Linked DNA regions of Nothobranchius furzeri: region 2 is linked to region 1. The links are chromatin contacts, called in public Hi-C maps. All regions are on one chromosome and are shown on one strand. Each heading gives the region's core, a stretch centred on a gene start, on an enhancer-like site or on the middle of the called end of the contact. The rest is flanking DNA. Distances are from core to core; before and after follow the strand shown. Region 1 holds the start of cdca7a (cell division cycle associated 7a). Region 2 holds the start of sp9 (sp9 transcription factor).

The links. Hi-C and Micro-C count contacts between places; a contact is called where the count stands out from the background.
Region 2: a contact with region 1 is called in a Hi-C map of skeletal muscle, with 8 times the contacts expected there. The contact joins the promoter of sp9 here to the promoter of cdca7a in region 1. A contact is called at or near these places in 2 of 2 Hi-C or Micro-C datasets (skeletal muscle and tail fin).

What each region holds. Positions count from the first base shown.
Region 1 is chr14:20,987,757-20,992,153 of NfurGRZ-RIMD1, reverse strand. cdca7a (cell division cycle associated 7a) reads right to left here and starts at 2,275. Exons shown (of 10, transcript XM_015966480.3): 1 at 2,146-2,275; 2 at 1,512-1,643; 3 at 1,326-1,424; 4 at 1,046-1,240; 5 at 882-962; 6 at 610-801; 7 at 408-536; 8 at 176-325. The coding sequence starts at 2,166. map3k20a (mitogen-activated protein kinase kinase kinase 20a) reads right to left here. Exons shown (of 20, transcript XM_054746926.2): 18 at 4,130-4,204; 19 at 3,888-4,032; 20 at 2,587-3,802. The coding sequence ends at 3,096.
Region 2 is chr14:21,120,736-21,125,132 of NfurGRZ-RIMD1, reverse strand. sp9 (sp9 transcription factor) reads right to left here and starts at 2,277. Exons shown (of 2, transcript XM_015966474.3): 1 at 2,144-2,277; 2 at 332-1,756. The coding sequence starts at 2,164. The coding sequence ends at 458.

The DNA.
Region 1 (4,397 bases), core at 1,026-3,525:
AGCAACCCTGGTGAGTTTGCCGGCCAGCGTCGAATTACAATTTCATCGTTTGAGAAACTGAACTCCCCAGCCAGTCAGTGTAGCCTTCTTTCCAATGTAAAATTCTCACATATTGTATATTTAAGTAGATAAAATGAATCCACGCATCTTATGATCAAAATCCAGAAGAACTTACCGGGTTCAGCAGAGCGTCCCGGACCTCCTCTCCGTATCGGTTGCGGAGACACGGGCCACAAAACTGCCCTCTCACCCCAAAGCAGTCTGGGTTACGACAGTTCGTCTTGGTGTCGGTTGTCTTCTGTCTGCACTGGTGGCAAGTGGATCCCTGGAAAAAAAAAACAGCTGAAATTCTGCTTCGGTTTGATCACCAGTCGTTGTTTTAATGACACGGTGAGCGCAGAACTTACAGTGGAGCTGTTGTAGACCTTATCCCGCACGTTGAAGCAGATCCCCTGCAGCTCCGACTCTGTGATGTCCTCCACAGGCCGCACCACGTGAGGGATGGCCTTAGTGCCACTAAAGCACCGGCGGCGTGGCTGTGCAGGAAAGTTTTACGCGTCAGAACGTTTAAATGAACGAGATTTTACCAAAAGCTCTGATCTTTCTTACAGGTTCATCAACTTCCTCGTAGTAGCGGCTTTTGCGAACCAGGCTGAACTCATCTTCGGGGTCTTCCTTAGGGGTCGGGCTGGGGGGTCCATCCACCTGAGAGCGAGAACGAGTGTGGGGTCGGGACAGCCGCTCCGGGTTTCTCCTGAAAGCTCTCGGGAGTCCCGTGGATCGCTGAGGTGTCCGTCTTGGCTGACAGAGGTAATTATAAATTAAATTAAAAATCACCAGTTAATGTGAAAGACCTGTTGTTAATAGACGGTTAACTTTACAGTGGTTGAAGCCGACATCGCCATTCGTCTTCCTGGGAAGAGCCCCGGCACTTTGTTCAGCTCTGCCATGAGCTTTGCAAGCTGAAACATAAAAATAAAAAAAACATTTTTATCTTTTTATAAATTCAAGGACGAAAAGTAGGAAAATAAAAAACAGGCCACACCATTGCTTTATTCTCTTTAATATTCAGGGCTCTCTTGCTCATAAAGTTCTCCTCCTCAGAGTCAGAGTCCTGGATTTTGGGTTGTGGCAGCGGTTCAGACGCAGGTCTCTTCCTGTTTGTCGTCTTTGTGGGAAAACTCATGGCAACCTTCAGGGCATTCGGTCTGCGGCGTCTTGGTTGCTTGGTTTCTACTTTCTGCAAGAATAAAATCTTTTTAGTTCAAGAGGAACATGCACGCTTGGTTTAAGAGTTGCAAAATCTTTCCGGCTGCACCTCCTACCATAGCTTTGATCCGACTGCTGATCTCGCTGTCATCAGAGCCGCTGCAGGAGTCGTCCTCAAACACTTTGGGTTTGTCTGTCATTCTCCTCATCTGCTTCTAAAGACAAGGGCATGTGTCACAACCAATAGTTGCTCCCATTTTCTACAGAAGTATGATCAAATCTGGCATTTTGCAGTATTTTACCGTGTTAGCGAAGCCCCCATCAGAGCCAAAACTGTCACAGCTGTCATCAGAGGAAGAGGTGGTCGCTATGGGAACCAATACAACACTGCAGAACCTCCTCAAACTCATCCTGGATGATGGAGGCTGGGCCGCCTGTTTCGGAATGGGGGTCAAAATAACAAACGGAAAATATTTTTAGTTTCATTTGATCTTAATGAATGTTTATTATTAAAAATTGTATATTATAGAGCTATAACAAGGAATAACCTCCTACTTTGGCTAGATGCAACAACTTAACATATGATGTCAGAACTTTCAAATACAATTGTAAATATACTAAGAAACAGTGATAGTTGTGGGGAATGCATTTGCGAATTTAATACAGATGGATAGTTTAGCTGCAGTTTTCAGGACACACCCCTAAGCCTAAACAAAGTGTAGTCTATGTAAATACATTATATTTTATTATCAGTTTAACAAAAAAAATAGTTAAATAAACGCGTTCTGAGTGCATAACTTGAAAGTAACCGTGCAGGCCTTCCTTTAATGCACTGCTTGGGGAATCAAAACCTATCTGTGACCTGATGTTTTATTAGAATATAATAACGTAACATTTGGTGTGCTGTTTATCTAAAATGTTGTGTGGTTTTCTTACCTTGGAGCGCGTAAAAGGCATTTTTCCAGGCAAAAACAGTCCAACTCTGAGTTACAGGAAGTCACCGATCAGCAGCTCTGCAGCTAACAAAGCAGGATTTGCAGCTGCATGTTGCTACATTCCGTTCATTTCCCGCGCCACAAAAAGGCCCTGAAAGCTACATAAAAACAACCCTCCAAACTTTTTTTTTTGCCTCAAATGAATTCATTTTGAAAATCGATCCAATAAATCAATACAATTATGCTCAAGAATCATTCATTCGATTTCACGTAAATACCTTTAAAAATATATTTTTACTTTTAATTCTTATGTCTCTTCCAGATCCTGCGCAGTAGCGCGAAAGCACCATTGGTGCATTTGCATACAGCGCGGGTAGAAATTTGAGTCCCTTCCAACAACTCCTTCCTAAAGATATAAGGGCCCAGAAAAAACATCAAACTATTTAAGAAATAGGTCATTTATTCACTTCATGAGTTATACAGTCAGTAAAAAGTATCATTCTTTTTGATAAAATAAAGTAACTGATAATTGTTGTCATTGTTACTGTAAAAGGGTACAATAAAAACTTGGATGACAGGTTTTCTGTAAACAGGAAGTGAAACGTAGCTGTAATATGATAAAGCTCTTATCCCTTCTTTGTATCTTGGTCTAATGTTGCTACAAGACAAAAAGTGTTAAATAACATTTTTAAAACAGCTGCAGTAGATGATGCTGTCCTCCTTTCAGTGCATGATAATAAATCTGCTTTTATTAAAAACATAAATATGGTTTGTACATGTAAAGTCATTTTTCTCTTTCTAAAAAAAGAAATAAAAATTCTGTCTGATGCACTCATATATTACTGTGATTCTTTTACATTATGCAGCTCCTTTTGAGCACATCAGTGACTATAATTCATATGTAAAACCCTTTCAGAGAATTTTCAGTTTAAAAGAAGCTGTCAGCCCACATTATGTTCTTCCGCCAGCGCCACGCCCTCCCCTGCCCTCTCTCCTCTGTCGACCTCTGAGTTGTTTATTGTCCTGACGCGGTAATCGCTTCTGACGTTCCACTTTGATCCACCCTCCATCGTTGACTTTGCCCCCCTCTTTTTCCTCGCTGGGGTTTCCTGTCACAGACAATATGCCCGGTATCATTGGTGGGCGGTTCTGTCCTGTGACACCGTAACTATTGGATCGTGGCCTCCCTGACTGCCGTGAAGCTCTGCTGTTCTTATTATGAATATTGCTTCCTCTATTATTTGTCCATGCCTGCCCCCTTACCTGCCCCCCACCCATACTCAACGTGTTGCCAAAGTAGCTGTTTCTGCAACGGTCGTACGTTGCACCGACACTGCGTGGGCGCTCTCGCTCTGAATTGCTCTCCGACGTTGTGCTGGAGGGACTGCTGCCCTTTGACCCGAGGCTGAGAGGTGAGAGTTTGGCCGACAGGCTGGCTGTTGGCGAGGAGCTACGAGAGTCGCTCCATGGAGAGGCACGGAGGTGGTTTGGAGAGCGACGCACAGCTGCAGCGTAAGAAGATGCTTGGCTTTCATGAGCGGAAAGAAACTGAGGCAGCGTGAGAGCATCAGAGCTCTTCAGAGGAGCAGACTTCTGCTGGGATTTTTGGGTTATCATATGTTTCCGCCTCACATTATCCATCCATGTTGGATCAATACCTTAAAGAAACATTTGCATTGTTCTTTAGTCATTTTTACTGGTCTTTAAAAGGACAACAAAGCTAAAAAATGTACCCATAATTACCAGAGTTGGATCTGTCTCTGGGGTCTATGTTAACCGGAGTCATCTCGATGACCAGCTCTATGGTCTTGATCTCATCTTGTCCACCGTTAGGACTCCACCTCACCTCACGACTGTGTCTTGTTGACCTTGGTGACTTCACATCATTCTGAAACATGAAAAGGAACAGATACAATAAGTTAAATACATTTTACTTGCAATAATAACAAAGACATAACAGATGTTGAAAAGGACTACCCCGGTACCTCATAATTGACGGTGTAGTCTATTCTTTGGTTTTGTTGCAATCCAACGATCCACTTATCCATCAGAAAAGGTGGCTATAACATAATAACATGAGAAAATGTTATATTTGTCTCAAAGTATTGCATGAACAGAAGGAAAATGCATGTTTTTTTTATTTTAGAATATATTTAACCCTTCTTAAGGTCAGAGTGACCTGGATAGCTCTGAATCCTGACCAATGTATTGTAGCTTACCATTTGATTTAGACTTAGACAAGCTCCAGTAGCA
Region 2 (4,397 bases), core at 1,028-3,527, 130 kb before region 1:
CAGGTAAACATTTATATATAGATCATTTTTAGCAAAGAAATAAAATGGTTAACAAAAGTTGAAAAAGCGGCTGTGTACATACAGATATTCACAAAAGTGCGTCGAAAAAAGTAAATTCCCTTGATCTCCAGGATACCAACACGAATAAAACAATCAGAGCCTATAACATTTACATGAGAATAACACATATTAAGAGGTCAATATACAGAATGGGACTCACATTGTCCAACCAAAGGTCAACAGGTTTTGCGCATCCAGTCTTTTTAATTATTTTTAAATTGAAATTCATTCCGAAGGCCTACAGGAAATCAGTATTTTATGATGATGCCTGATAAATATGTTCTTTTTTATTTCGCAATTGCTTCAAGAAATATTTTCTCCGTTTCCCTGTCCAACAGAACCCGTTTTCATAGCTGTGCAGTTTGTTTTTCTGTCTGCTCTGCGTGCGCGTGGCGCCTCAGGGCTCGTCGTGAGGTGACGGATCCTTAACTGTGATTCTGGGATTGACCCCCTCCAAAATAAGTTCTGGAGACTCGGACCTCGGCGTCTCCAGGTTGCTGGTGTCGGTGTCACTGTCGCTGCCCTTTTTGCCTCCTCCGCCCGCCGTGTGCGTTTTGATGTGCTTGCTCAAATGGTCACTGCGCATAAAGCGCTTGTTGCACACCGGACAGGCGAAGCGTTTCTCGCCGGTGTGCGTGCGCAGGTGTCTCTGCAGCTCATCTGACCGAGTGAACCTTTTTCCGCAGAAAAGCCAGTTGCAGACAAAAGGCCGCTCGCCGGTGTGCCACCTCAAGTGCGCCTTCAGGTGAGAGGTCTTTCCGTACACTTTCCCGCAGCCGGGGATGTGGCAGCTGTGGAGTCCCTTTCTCCGCAGACTGGCCCCGGCGGGCCCCAGTCGCTCAGCCTCCTGGCAGTTCGGACAGTCACATGTCGCTCTGCCGGAGTAGCGTCTGGACGACCTGGAGGAGTTACTGATCCCTGAACTGCCTCCTGAAGTCATGGCATTGGCGGCAGAAGCGTCCGTGTAGGTGGGAATGACAGTTTTGAAGCCGTCCTGAGTTAGCAGGTGCTGGCTGGTGGACAGCAGGTGAGACGCGGACGGGCTGATTCCGGTGGAGCTGAACGCCGAGTGCGTCAGCGAGGAGAAGTCCGGGTTATAGCCGCTCAGCTGGGAGTGGATCGCCTGCGGGGTCCCGGAGTGCAGAGAAGTCTGGAGGGTGCTCGTGGGATTCTGGACATCGAGCCATGAGCCGGGGTTGCTGTGGACGTCCCACCACGAGGACGCGCCGTTCGCAACATCACCAGAGATGGTGGAGTGGAACCCCGACTTGTACCACGACTCATACGGGTGCGCCATGCCCACTCGCGGGTACAGAGTCTCGGCTGAAGTGTGGACTTTGGAGATAAAAGCAGACTGGCCAGATTCCTGCGTTGTGACGCTCGCAGAGTTGGAAAACAGACCGCTGTACTCGGTGGAGAACGCAGAGGAGGTCGGGGATGTGGAGGCTAAGCAGAAGGCGCTGTTGCCGGTGCCACTGGTCGGTGTTAGTCCCGTCGAAGCTCGGCTCGTTGCCACCGTGAAACCGGGCAGACTGGATCCTAAGTTGCAGCTGGAGGAGGATCTCTTCCACGGGTGAAATCCACCTTTGGAGAAAGCGCTGGAGTCGGGTAAAGTTGTCAGAGGGCTGGTGTTACCGATTTTGTTGCAAGTTGCAGCCAACATAGCTAAAGGTGTAGTTCCAAAACGTGGCTCTTCCTGGAAAAACACCAAAATTTTCACTTATAAAGGATGTTTGAACAAAAAACCCAGCAATATTATAAAAGACTATTTATTTAGCCGAAAAACATTTTAGAGAGAGAAAACTAATTCCCTTTAAGTGGGTGTACTACGACAAAAACATGTAGAAACATTCTAAAAATCACAAACTAAACGGATTGTTGCCACAAAAGTTTGGAGACCTTTTGCGCAGCGCACAAACTATTTGTTCAAAGTATTTTTCTTATAAATGGTGACCAAACTATAACGGCACTTTTTAAAAGCATGAACAGATGCACGTTTGAATAAACTGCCAACTTCTTTTGTTGCAAAGTAAAGTAGAAAACAACAAGTATGCGCAACTTTGGTGCGTAAAGCCAGACTCACCCCAAGTATAGACGTAGCCATATCCAGGGTCTGCTGCGGTGAGTGCGCTCGCGGTCTCGAGGCTGTATGACTCCAATTTGATTCGGATTTTCCCGTGTTGACTCGGGTCACACGGTTTCTCTCCTGGCTCACAGCTCCCAACACTACCTAGTTGTAGCGAGCGTCTTCTTTGAAGTACAGCTGGAGAGGAGACGCAGCCAATCTGCGAGCCGCGTTCACGGCCGGGGTTTAAACTCAACCAATGAGAAGCACGACCGCAGACAGAAACACCAAAAACCCCGCCGTCAATCATGTGCTGTGCAGCCTCTGCTCACACTGTCACACAAGACACGAATTGATAGATATATTTTTTATGCATACCGTTATTTTTATGTATTCTCTCACTCGAAGGCGCAATGTCGCTTTTCGCTGTAGAAATGAGCTCACGCGTCAAATCTCCAGGAGGTAAGCGCTTTTCCCTGTTTGTGGTTCTGGATCGTTGCGGCTTCACTCCGGATCTAAAGGTTTTCTTTCTTGGTTTTTCATATTCAGATCATGCGCAATAGGTCCTGGAACGTTCTGATAATTTGAGCACAAACTTTAAGAGAACAATCATCCAAAATATAGTTTACGCGCAGCTGGAATTGGTTTCGATTGGCATGGAAATCATAGATTCTAGAAGCTAAAGGTTTTATTTTGTTGTTTTAACGTGTTTTTGTTCATATTTAAGATTATAAGTTCAAGAGCAAGGTCCGGCTGCGAAGGACTGCGTAAAATGACTTGGCACAGGGCATGTAAAGAAAAAAAAACTGTTTACGTAATTGATCAAAAATTCCATTTATCTCATTTTATCACTTTCAGTCACAGCCCACGTGTTTGTGAGCTTATTTGCGCGCTTTTCCCGCTGCATGCGCACTTCTTAGGTGACAGCAGGTGAGGGGTAAACGCGCGCGTAAAAGTTGCAGCATCAGAGAGTCCTGCTTCCAAGGCCGCCAATCAGGATGCACAATCAGAATAAACATATTTAAAAAATAATCATGTAAATTCTTCCACAAAATCCGTATATTTCATTATTTTTTATTCTTGCCGCAGTTTCTGCTTTATTCCATATGCTTGTTAAAAATGCTCAGATATAATGTAAAATTGACCTGCTCCCATCTGATTCACCCCCCCCCCCCATTTTTTTTAAAGTTAAAGCAATTTTCCATAGAAAGGGCTTCACGGAAAGCTGTGCATTACAGTATTCAAAAACGGGCAAATAATGCGCTATTATGGCGCATGAATGGCGCCAGTAAACACAGATGCAATTTGTTCAAATACCCCCCACCCCCCACCCCCCTTTCTCTCTCTTTTTCCTCCCCTCTTTGCTTTAAAGCCCCACCTTTGAAAGGGTGAATAAAAATCAGTCTCATCAACAACTGAACGCAGCCAAGAAAATTGAATCGTTTTTACAATCATGACAATTTGCCTGAGTGCTGTTAACAGTATTAACTGGCTTTTCTACATAAGCAGAGATGATTGCAGCTTAAGGCGAGTTAGATTTATTCTCTAAAAATCTGTTCATTTTAATTTATTTCACAATAAATAAGAACATCCACCTTCATACTTTGATTATTATTTTGTTTCAAATCTAATCTATTCCCAATTTACCCATTTCTGTTTTCCCTTAAATGGTTTGGATAATGGAATATCAGTGATGTTTTCCAGATTTTTTCCGCTTTGAACACAAGAGAGGAGAACATGATCTCTCGTCATTCAAGTGAGAATTCAGAGTTGAATCTGTAATCCCGAGCCGCATTCGTGAGCACTTCTCCGTGGCAATTAGGAGCCTATTACAAGCCATTAGATTGATCAATGTACCTTAAACAATGGGAATGATTTATTTGGTCGAACAAAATGCTCTGCATCTATTGTGAGGAGTGTAAGTGGGGGTGCATCCATCAACAAAAGATAAATGATTAATTCAGAGCTGTTCATTTAAAATTCTTCCCACAAAGCCCTCACTCTTCAAAATCCAGTTTATTCCAGCCTCATTTTCTGCATGTTAAACCAGGCAGCTCGCTGGATTGGGCAGTGCTTTCTGGTTGTGCCCCTGTGTGCGTCTTAATTTGTGTGTCTGCAGAGGGAAGTTTATTTGAGGATGTTTAACTAATTGTTGAAATTTAGTGTGCTCATGCGGCTACACCTGTTTCTCTCCCAAGGGGGCTGGAGTAAACTGTGAGTGGAAGGATGCTGATGAAGCTCCACTTGGATCAGAAAAAGAAGAAAGTGTCTT